4 separate regions of the Mus musculus genome follow, and all the other regions are linked to region 2. The links are chromatin contacts, called in public promoter capture Hi-C maps. All regions are on one chromosome and are shown on one strand. Each heading gives the region's core, a stretch centred on a gene start, on an enhancer-like site or on the middle of the called end of the contact. The rest is flanking DNA. Distances are from core to core; before and after follow the strand shown.

The links. Promoter capture Hi-C pulls out the DNA fragments that hold promoters and counts their contacts.
Region 1: a contact with region 2 is called in a promoter capture Hi-C map of liver, with 2.7 times the contacts expected there. The contact joins the promoter of Pnrc2 here to the promoter of Maco1 in region 2. A contact is called at or near these places in 4 of 39 promoter capture datasets (hippocampal neurons, liver and pre-B cells) and 1 of 115 datasets of contacts at active chromatin or transcription factors (pancreatic cancer cells).
Region 3: a contact with region 2 is called in a promoter capture Hi-C map of liver, with 4 times the contacts expected there. The contact joins the promoter of Fuca1 here to the promoter of Maco1 in region 2. A contact is called at or near these places in 3 of 39 promoter capture datasets (hippocampal neurons, liver and pre-B cells) and 1 of 484 Hi-C or Micro-C datasets (B cells).
Region 4: a contact with region 2 is called in a promoter capture Hi-C map of hippocampal neurons, with 7 times the contacts expected there. The contact joins the promoter of Gale here to the promoter of Maco1 in region 2. A contact is called at or near these places in 2 of 39 promoter capture datasets (hippocampal neurons and pre-B cells) and 1 of 484 Hi-C or Micro-C datasets (embryonic stem cells).

The regions. Positions count from the first base shown.
Region 1 is chr4:135,872,507-135,875,206 of GRCm38.p6, reverse strand. It overlaps Pnrc2 (proline-rich nuclear receptor coactivator 2), which reads left to right and starts at 1,361. Exons shown (of 3, transcript NM_026383.3): 1 at 1,361-1,533; 2 at 2,108-2,312.
Region 2 is chr4:134,851,897-134,854,596 of GRCm38.p6, reverse strand. It overlaps Maco1 (macoilin 1), which reads left to right and starts at 1,252. Exons shown (of 11, transcript NM_025382.6): 1 at 1,252-1,559. The coding sequence starts at 1,480.
Region 3 is chr4:135,919,409-135,922,108 of GRCm38.p6, reverse strand. It overlaps Fuca1 (fucosidase, alpha-L- 1, tissue), which reads right to left and starts at 1,383. Exons shown (of 8, transcript NM_024243.4): 1 at 959-1,383. The coding sequence starts at 1,305. It overlaps Cnr2 (cannabinoid receptor 2 (macrophage)), which reads right to left. Exons shown (of 2, transcript NM_009924.4): 2 at 1,890-2,700.
Region 4 is chr4:135,962,442-135,965,141 of GRCm38.p6, reverse strand. Gale (galactose-4-epimerase, UDP) reads right to left here and starts at 1,417. Exons shown (of 11, transcript NM_001356493.1): 1 at 1,354-1,417. Hmgcl (3-hydroxy-3-methylglutaryl-Coenzyme A lyase) reads right to left here. Exons shown (of 9, transcript NM_008254.3): 9 at 2,474-2,700.

The DNA.
Region 1 (2,700 bases), core at 112-2,611, 1.0 Mb before region 2:
ATTCTTTTTTACACATGGTCCAGAGTTTGGAGCTCTTGTGGACTGGTAGCTATTAATGAGCTAGAGACAGTGCTAAGACATGGTGAATGCCGGAACCATGCTCTCCCAAAGGGCAGCCTGACGCTGACCTTGTAGGAGAGAGCAGGCTCAGCCAGGTGGCAGGACACAGGCAGGCTTCATGGCACCCAAGCTTTCCGACAATGTGGGTAATGGTGTCCTCTATGTCAAGCACCTTTTAGGCACAGAGAAGAAGGGCACATGAGCCCAGGCTCTTGAAACTCACTGTAGCATTATGCTTTGAAGTGTGGCACCACTGAGATGTCCTGAATCCAAGAACACTGGAAATCAGAATAGCACCTTGCCCTTAAAATTGCTGAGACTGGAATGAGATGACATAAGCAAAAGTCTAGCATGAGGTAGGGAGCAGATAAAACACCCTAGATGCATTTGGACAGGCTTGCAGAATTCTGGACCAACTTAATTCTGGACAGCAATGGCTATATAGATAGATGTGTGAGTGTGTGTGTCTTATTTGCATCACAATTTGGAGCCAATGAAACGTTTTTGTTTTGCTGAGATGGGGGTTTTGCTATGTACTCCAAACTGACCTCAAAACTGAGAAGCTGTGATTACAGGCCTGAATGAGGCAAGACACCTGGCACATTTACCCCCAGAATTATTCACTGAAATTGGTGTTCACCCTTGAAATGTTGACTCTAGGATACACGTTTTTCTTTTTCTCTTAAACAAAAGATATCTCTCCTTTCTTTCCCGAACCTTGCTGTCATTCTTGAGCGGTATATTTCTTTTCTCTAGTTTTCCCACTTTCGAAACAAGACCAAAAAATGTGTAGGGATCCAGCAAGTGCTGTGTATAGAAAAAGCAGGCCCTGATAGTAGTGACAGTCTCAGGTACCGAGAAAAAAGTGAAGCTAGATCAGAGGAGACATAAAAAAGGAAGGTGGTCATGTGCAGAAATAGTTGCCGGGCTCTGGGTGGGGTGAATATGACCCACGGCAGCTCTGGGGCTGGCCCAGTGACCGCAGGACAGAAAGGGCCAGGAACAAAGACGGGCGCCGCGCAGAGGTCTGGTCACGGAAGTAAAGTACGGGCCCCGCTGCCAGAGGCCAGCAGAAGAGCAGCTGCCCTCCGCCAGCCGGGGAAAGTCCAGCAGCGCGGCTCCCGAAGCGGGCCAGTTATTCCCGACATGCTCCTCCCGCAGGATTTCAAACCATGACAACAGCCACCCCGCACTCCCCCCCCCCCCCGCGTGCCCCAGCAACAGGCGGTGGCTGGCGTCTCATTGGCCGCGGGACGCGCTGCCGCGTCCTCATTGGCTGCACAGTCTCCGGTCCTCTTCCGCGCTTGCAGCGGCCTCCATTTTGTCGGGAAAGGCAGTAGGAGGTTGGTCCCCAGACGGAGTTGTGATCCGTGACTCGTTCGTGGGCTGTTAGATCCGTGCATCGTTTCTCCCTGTAGAGGGAAGGAGGCTTGGAGGTCGAGAGGGAGCCGCCGCCGCCGCCGCTCGAAGTCGGTGAGTGTGGCGGGGGCGGCCATGTTGGCCATCGCGGGCACCATTGTTGGGCCTGGCTGAAGAGGAAGTGAGGCCGGTCGGGTGCGACCGACTCCCTGGGAGCGGAGCCGCGGGCTGAGGCTGCGAGCTTGCAGGTTCACTGTGCGGGTGACTGCGAGTGCGGGCCTTCTGACTTACAAAGTCGGAGGCTTCTCAGCCTTGTGAGGGTGTTTGCTAATTAGAACAGAGAAACCTTTCCCCTTAGAGGCGTGATCTTTAGGAATGTAAGGTTATTATGGTTTGTGAAAAATTATGGCACCCGTTACCGGAGTCATAGGCGAAATCACGATGCGCGCTGTTGGGAACAGAACCTTGATGTGGAAATGGCTGTGCGGGTCCTAGTTTCACTTTAAAACGGGTAAGAGTTGCAGGTAAGCCCCCAAGAGTTGTAAGCTGATATTTATGAGGTCAAAGAAAGTCGTGGTCTCATACATCATCTATGAAGCTTTGAGGAAGCAGCGACAGCCATTTCTGTAGAATGTCTAAAAGATCACTTTTTGGGGTTATTTTCAAGTAATTCTCTTTCCTTTTCTAGCTAGGACTTCTCTCAAACTTGTGTGCTGAGGAGACTCGATGTGGACCTCAGCTCCTAGGCTGAAATCAGCAGACTGGCTCATGAAAACTTGTGTACTGAGACAAAGGAAAGGATCTAGCAGAAAGCAACGTCTCTTATCCTGGGCTTGGCAGCAAGGAAGAGGACAAGTAGTGGAAATCCTTCAATCTGAAAAGCAAACTGAAAGGTATAAAGATTCCCATCACAGTGGGGCCAATTATCTTAGGAGTGAAGCAATTCTAAACTATTAAGGTCAGCGGCCATGCATGGCGATGCTGCAGTATTATGTGCCTGTAATTCCAGCACTCCAGAGTTTGGGGCAAGACTGCTTAAAGTTGGAGGCCAGTCTGGTATAGGAGACCCCACCAGCCACGGGTGGCTTTCGGTGTGTGGGGTTATTTCTTTTAGCTTGTACAAAGAATGAAAGAAGAGCTTGCTTTAATTTTTTTCTTCTTTCAATTTCACAAACTGGTATCTAGCTCACGACTTTAGTTTTTTGAGGTAGATGGTTTTGAAGTCGAGCCTAATGCCATCTTGTCATATTTTCTTCAACACTTCTAGAACTGGAACTATGG
Region 2 (2,700 bases), core at 3-2,502:
TATGGCTACTTTCCCACACTTCCCCGGTTTTGCTATTTATTTATTTATTTATTTATTTATTATTTGTTTGTTTATATAAATTGTTGGTACATGTTACAGCCTTGGCGGTCTTCACTTCGTAGACCAAGCTGGCCTCGAGCTCAGCGATCCACATGCCTCTGCAGTGCTGGGATCAAAGTGGTGCGCCACCAACAACGCCCGGTAGTCTTTGCCGCTTAAAAACCAAAACCAAACTTATTTAGGAACTGTGTTTGTGTGGGCGTGCGTGTGGGAGGTCAGGCGGCAACTTGTAGGAGTTCCTTCTATCCGCCCACCACGTGGATTCCCGGGTTCGAACTCGGTCCTCAGACTTGGCAGCAAACGCGTTTCCCCGCTGAGCATCTCACTTGTCTTTTTGCCGTTCCGCCCTCACCGGTAAGCTACAGAGCTAGTGGGCGGAAAGAGCAAACGACCGCCTCACGCAGCCTCTGAGGCCGGGGAGGAGCCCGCGGAACCCTCAGCCTGCGCAAACCTGCGGACGTGGAGCCCGGCCACGCCGCCGCACACGCCCCCGGCAGCCCCGCGCGGCGTCGCGCGCACCCGAGGGGCCGCCCCTCTCTGGTGACGCGAACCAGGGGCGGACCCGCACAGGCCCCGCCCCACCACCTCCGATTGGTCGGCGCGCTGTCACCACGTCGCGGGAAGCTGGCAGGGTGTGTGTGAGTGTGTGTGTATGTGTGTGTGGTTTGCTTTGTCATTCGTGGCCCGGCTGACGCGGCCGGTATGGCTGCGTGCTCGGCTGCCCGCAGAAGGGGCCGCGGCGGCGCTCCCGGGACGCCCTCTTACATAAGGACGCGGCTGACTGAAGCACATGTCAGCGCAAGGTCCCCACACGCAGCGCACCACGCCGTTCGGTTCTCACACGCCAGGCGGGAGCCCGCGGCGCCGCGCCACACGGTGTACGCCGACGTGGGCCTCCCCACGGCGAGACGCAGCCCAATAACCGCGAAGCGTACCTTCGCAACAAGGCATAATATAGGATGTTATATTTATAGGGCCTATTTATAAGCCTCTATTTAACTCTTTTCTGATAGGCCCGGCCACGCGTCTAGGCCTTATCCTGATTGGTGTGTCCTTCTGTCCTTCAAAAAGGCGGGCTTAAGGGTCCGTGTTGCCTCAGCGGGCACCGGGATTGGCCGTGCGCGGCGCGGCGGCGCCTTCGATTGGCTATGCGGGCCGTCCGTCGCGGCAAAGGAGGCGGGGCGGGCGGCTGGCTGGTGCGGGGCGGGCGGGCCCCGGAATTGTCATTTCTTTGTTTCCGAAGGCGGAGGAGGCTCGGCGCCCCCCTCCTGGCCCCCTCCCCCCCGGTGCTGGCTCCATGTCTGTGTGACCGGCCGCAGGGGTAGGATTCAGGCCCGACGCGGGGCGGGCGGGCGACGGCGGCTGAGGTGAGAGGCGGCGGCGGCGGCGCGGCTCGGGCACCGGCCCCCCAGCGGGAGGATGAAGCGGCGGAACGCCGACTGCAGTAAGCTCCGCCGCCCCCTGAAGCGGAACCGGATCACCGAGGGTATCTACGGCAGGTGAGCGGCGGTGCCGGGCGTGGGCCAGCGGGTCCCGGGCGCCGCTCGGAAGGGGCCCGGCCCCGTTATGTAACCCCCCGACTAGGCCGCATGCCCGCGCCGGGGGCTCTCCTGAGGCGCGCCGCCCGCGGAGCGCCGGGCCAGCCAGCCAGCCGAGGGTCCGCCCCGGGCCACGGGGTGTGGCGAGGGCCAGGCGGAGGGCGCGGCGGGCGCGGGCGGGAGCCACGGGGCCGCCGTTGGCGGTGGTGTGTCGGGGGGAGGGGCGGCACCCCCGCGGCCCGGAGCCCAGAAGCCCGGGGGTCCCCAGCAGGCTGTGCGCTCGGTCCCCTACCGAGCCCGGGTCACGCTGGGCTCGGGGGTTGGCTGCCCGAGGCTCGTGGACGCGTGCGGCCGGGCGAGCGAGCCGCCAAAGTTAGGAGCTGCCAGGGGCGCGGGACCCTCGGGCTCGGGGCGGGGCCACGCCGGCTACTCTTCTGCGCTCTGCTGCCTCACGGGGTCCCCACCTTGGCTCGGAGCGCCCAAGGCTGATACCCCCAGATCGTGCCGGTGACACCGCTCCAGACCGCGGCTTTTCTCAGTTCCTCAGCAAACATTCTGACAATTGCAAGCAGATATTTTGCAGGGATTCTCGCCCAACTCAGGTTTGGGGATTTTTTTTTTTTTTTTAAATCCTCTGTTCATGAAGGAAAGTGGTGTCCCTTTAAATAGAAATTGAATCCACTTCTCCTGGACAGAAGGACAACAGGTTCATGGGGCATTTCGGTGACTGTCACAGCTTCCCCAAGCCCAATTTGTGTGCGGAGGTTATTTTCTGGAAATGCCTATTTCCGAGGCGAAGTAATTAGTTTACGACAGAGAGTGCTCAGCATGCGGTTGAAGGCTTTACTTGAGTCCTCTTGGCGCCTTACGGTTTAGGTCTTGCTGTGAATCTTGGAGAAAAATACAGGCGGTAGCTGATGACATCCAAGTTGTAGCATAGCTGTACACCTTACACATGCGGTTGTTTACACGTGTGAAGTGGCTGCCCTCCACAGGCAGGTGACTTACCTAACCATGAAGGGGGATTCTTCAAGTTTAAAAGGAGTAAGAAGTCAAAATCCTAGGCTAGATGATACGTAAGGAGCCACGGATCGCATCCATT
Region 3 (2,700 bases), core at 134-2,633, 1.1 Mb before region 2:
GTATGGCTTGCAGAGCCTGGGCACACCTGTCCCATGAGCTTTCTGGAGCTTTCACTTCCAGATCATAGACCTGCAGTCTAGGACACCAGGCTCCTTCCTCTCCTTCCTCTCTCTGGGCTAGTTACCTCGTCCATTAAACAGGAAGTCTGGAAAAAGGCTGGAGTTCAACTTTGTAAATTACGGCTCTCAAGATGGCAAGATGACAGATTTCTGTTCCCTCAGGCCTTTTACTTGGCGAAAATACTAAGTGCCAGCTATACACAGCCTTTCCCTTCGGGGGAGAAAACCTAACGTCCCGAGGGAATAAAAAGTCGGAGTTTGGCAGAAAATCAATGAAGAGAGCGGAGGACTACACTAAGCCAGGAGCGGGAGGCTGCCCTCACAGTGGCCAAATCCCGCGTCCAAAGTCAGCCAATATTTTCTCTGGCTTAGAGGGCTCTCAAAACGCACTTCCTCTGCAGGGCTTTGCCCAAACAACCCCCTTCCTCCTCTGAGTTCTACTATAAGCAAGTGAGAAGTGAGGGAGACCCCAACAAAGAGCAACCCCAAACTTCCATCCTTCCTTCTTCCTTTAGAGGCACAGGGCTACAAGGAAGTCAGGCGGCGCTTTTTTATAAGCTTCCACGGACGGACGCTACCCGTAGCCTAAGGGGACTGGTCAGATCTACAACTCAGGGCCACCGACGGGAATCTGGGCTGTGTTCTGGACCTTTCAAACGAGACACCGATGTAGCCTGATTCTAGTCTCTCTCCGCACAGGTGTACCACCCAGTGCTTTCCCGCCTTAATTTTATTTTATTTTATTTTATTTATTTATTTTTTTAACTGATCCTCAGCTGGATTCTCGTCTTTAGCGTCCTTCCTCCGAGATGCAGAACGTAGGGTCCTGGACCTTCCGAGGTCAGGCAGCGCCGGCTATGGCCTGCCTGCTCCCGCCTCGCGCCCGTCCCGCACTCACTTGGCCCCGGCAGCCTGAAAGAGTTCGGCCCACTGATCCGGGTGGAAGAAGCGCGCTGTGAACTGCGGTGCGAAGTCGGCGTAGCTGAAGCCGGGCGGGTAGTTTTCTGTCATGAAGCGCTGGTAGGCCGGCATCCGATCGCCCTGCCAGTGCCACCAGAACCATTCACTGCCCCAGGCGGGCACCGAGAACACCCCCCAGTGCACGAACACCCCGAACTTGGCCTCATCGAACCAGCTCGGCAGTGGCCGCGAGTCCAAGCTCTGCCAGTCCGGAGTGAAGCGGCGCGGAGCCAGGGCCACTGCCTGGGCCGCAGCCACTAGCAGCAGCAGCAGCAGCAGCAGCATCCCAGAGTCCACAGCCCACCACTCAAGTTCAGCTCCTACATCCTTGCTTCCGGGCCCGCACCGCCCCCCTCTTAACACGCAAGCGCCGGCGAGTAGCCCCGCCTCTCAGAGTAACGATTGGCTTGGAAGGAGAGGGGGTGGGGTCAGGCTTGCGGCTCTGGAGCGCCCTCTGGCATTGGAAGGGAGAAAGACTTAAGGCGGCGTTGCTGGTTCTGCTCTATTGAATTTAAATTCCGTAGACTCGCCTAAGGATTTAATTGCCGGATTCCCCGCAAGTGAGAAAGACCCAAGGTGTGGGGAAAACTGGGAGAAGTCCACGTTGTTGCACCAATCTTCAGGGGAAGGCTGAAGCCAGGTCGTTTTATTTAGTGACTATTTAGGAGCCGCGGGTTCTCTGTGCTATACCTCCAGCCAGCAGGTGGAGTTTAGCAGATTGGAGAGTTGCCGAAGAGATTGAGAAATAACAAGGTTAGAAGGAGCTTTATGCGGAGGGAGAGAAATGGCTGCTGAAAGATTAAGGGCAGACGTGGTTATTTTAGTCTATCTTTTGTCCGTTGAACTTAACAAGAACTCCGAGGAACTTAAACATTTTTTTAAAAAAAGATTTATTTACTTATTTTATGTATATGAGTACACCATCGCTCTCTTCAAACATACCAGAAGAGGGCATCAGATTCCATTACAGATGGTTGTGAGCCACCATGTGGTTGCTGGGAATTGAACTCAGGACCTCTGGAAAAGCAGTCTGTGCTCTTAACCACTAAGCCATCTCTCCAGCCCTAGACATTTTAATTTAATTTAGAATTGTAACTTAAATTTATTTTGAGGTAAGGGGGTCTCAACTAGCTCAGGCTGGCTTCGAACTTACAGCTACAGTAACTTTGCATTCCTGATCTTCCTGCTTGTACCTCAGGAGTGCTGGGATTACAGGTAGGGGATGGCACTGCCATTCCTGGTTTTAGGTAGTACTGACCTTTGAACCCAGAGATTTGCTCTTGCAGATGCAGCACTCTACTGACTGAGCTACACCTCAAAAACTTTGAGGGTCTCTCAGAGAGCTTAGTTAGCATCTAACTGAAGAAAACCTGACTCAGGAGTACAACACTTGCTTGGTACACCGGAAGGCCGGAGCTTCAGTCTGGCACCGCTAAACAAGCATGCCTGACCCACACACAGGGGACCACTGAGGCATGAGGGACCAGAAAAATTGAGAGCCAAGAGAACCCTCTTGCCCTGGGAAAATCTCTAAAACTCATATGGCCAGTCACCCAATTCCTCTACAGTCAGCACACGCCCAATGGTATATGGTGTGTGCCCATAACTTCAGGAAGTATGGGAGCCAGAAGTCACATGGTCCATATGGCACAAAGGTCTCCATGGTTGCAGAGATAACCA
Region 4 (2,700 bases), core at 168-2,667, 1.1 Mb before region 2:
CTCTCTCTAGGGCACAGTTTTCACCTCTAGAACTAATTATTGTACACACCCCATGTATTAGGAGGGCCCAATGAAGCAGTTTAAAGGTCTGCCACCTGCATATGTAGGACATCAGACACACCATGCTGTCTAGTTCCTGTTGACAGAGGGTGGGAAGATGGGCCTTTTGAAGACCCACCCTTCCTGCCTCCATGTCTGGAGTATGGACAGTCTCGGGCAGAAGAACATCGCTTAAGAATGGGAGGCTAGGATACAGAAAAAGGGACCTGTCCCTGTAAACTGACACCTTTTCCCCGGAGCAAAAGGTTCCTGGGTTTGATGACTAACATCTAGTGCTCCAACAACCCTTCCCCTGGAAGGTCAGTTGGGAGGAAGCAGTAAGAACGCCAAATGGCCTCAAGGGTGGGGTCCTTAGCCAGGAAGGCTGTGCCCAGCTCAGAGGCTGCAGTGCCAACAGCCCTGGAGTGGGTAGGGCTTCACCCCACCCTGGGGCAGCCAATAGCTCAGCTTTGGCCCAGCTGACTTGGAGCCACAGATCCCGCCCAAGGAGGGCAGCACCAAGTGAGCCGGTGTCGACGTGGATTTGGCTCGCTCTCCGCTGCCAGGTGTGCATCCCCACCCTGAGCAAACTGCTGGGCGGACAGAGAGGCAGTCCACACAGTGAGGCCTTTCATTTTCACGACCTGGCTCGCTGCCGTCTTTCTCCGAGCTGCCTCAAGTTTCTGCTGGGGTTATTCTGCTGCAGCCCACTGGACGGGGCGTCCAGTGCGACCCAGAATCACTACCCCGCACTTGTGCGTTATTTTCCCAACATCTGGATGTGGCAGGTGTTTCTACCAGCCCTGGGTACTAGGGTCTGAGCCCAGAGGCAGTCGGCCTGGGGTCACACAGCAATAAGAACTGACTAAGGGGGATCCCCGAGACTATGCCCCGCGACTCCCTGCAGCTCCCGCATTGCGCGAAGACGCGGGGAGGCGGTCGCTGAGGGGACTCTGGTGGCAGAAAGGCTGCTCTGAGGTCGCTCCGCTCCGGACTAGGGGATGACCTTGGTCAGCGGTCCCCTCCTCAGTTTTCCCTGTCTGTACAAGGCAGGAGAGCGGATGCTGGGTCTCAGCAGCCTGGGCGAGGCGGAGCTTAGCTCTGGACTTCGGGTCTGGGCTGGGAGCAGGAGCGGGGAGCCGAGCCCCGAATGAATGGGCTCGGGTGGCCCCCGCTACGGTTGCGGAAAACGCGAGCAGAAGGGGTGAGCCTGGCCCTGTTCCGAACACGAACCGACCCTCTTGGAACCTCCTCGCTCCCCACCAAGCATTGGCCCTTCCGAGCTCACTAAGCCCTTCATTCTACCGGCCGAACCTGCGGAAGCTCCAGCGCTGACTCCAGGCACCGCCTCCCGCGACCAGCGCCGCGGCCCCTTTAAGACCTGACAGCCCAGCCCGACCCCGCCCCTCCACGCCCTCCAGGAAACGTGTGTACTGGGTTACTGCCTGGACGGCAACCCTGGAGGGACAAATGGTCTGCACAGGCTTTAAACGCCTGCGCAGTGCGCTTCCATCGAGGGCGGAAATGAGGGGTGCGGACGCCATCCGGTTACCGGCGGGCTGTTGAGGAGAAACAAGGTCGGGACTGGGCCCTTTCTAGTCCCTCCACTCAGAGCCACTGTTTGTGTCAAACCCTTGGTCGGGCAGCTCCAGTTGGAGGACATGGCTGGCCCGGGCTGCGTCCAAGTTCACGTGGGAAGAAACCCGCGATGGCGAAGGAACCTTGACATTCACAGTAGCAATTGCTGTGCCCATCGCTGAGCCGCTGCCTCCCTCCCCCAAAGCTGTGTTTGCGCACCTGCCCCCGTATAGGGACTCAAGACACTTTTGTCTCGGTTTAAGATACAAAGCGGGACCGGGCGGTGGTGGCACACGCCTTTAATCCCAGCATTCGGGAGGCTGCTCCTGCAGAGGCCCCGAGTCCTGTTTCTGGCACCCACATACCTACCGCCTCTCATTACATAGGATGCCATGCCCGCTTCTGACCTCCGTTGCACATACCATACATAGCTGGCATTCTCTCACAAATACATAAATGAAGCTAAATCTTTCCTGGTAGTACAGGTCTTCAGGCCCAGCAGAATTTCAGTGAGTTTATGAAAAGGGAAGCTGAAGATAGCTAGCGCGTGAATAAATAATAATAATAATAATAATAATAATACTGTCAAGTTGACCATTGTGGAAGTTTGTTATCTCACTGGAAGCAGATACAGATGGATCCCTGGGGTTCACTGGCCAGCCAGCCTAGTCTCCTTAGCTAGTTCCAGACCAGTAAGAGATCTATCTTCCTGATCTATCTTCCTGCTCTGGAAACAGGCACGTTCTCAGAAGCGAGTCCTAGGGTGTTCCCCACAGCAATGATTTCCAGTCAGTGGTCTGGGGGCTTGGGTGTGGCGATGGAAGAGATCCAAAGATGAACCAGCCACAAAACCTTCCCTCTTCCCTCAGAGCAATTTTACTCCTCCACCCATAAACACACGTTTGAATGTTATATTAGAAAATTAAACCTTTAATTACATAAGCTGTTTTCAAAAAAATCACACACAGAGTGGAGATTTCGTTGGCAGATGACCACAGATGCAGATCAACCCCCACCATTCCAGCAAATGCTCTGCTGGCATAAGGGGAAACTGCTCTCTGTCCTCAGAGGTAGAACAAAGGC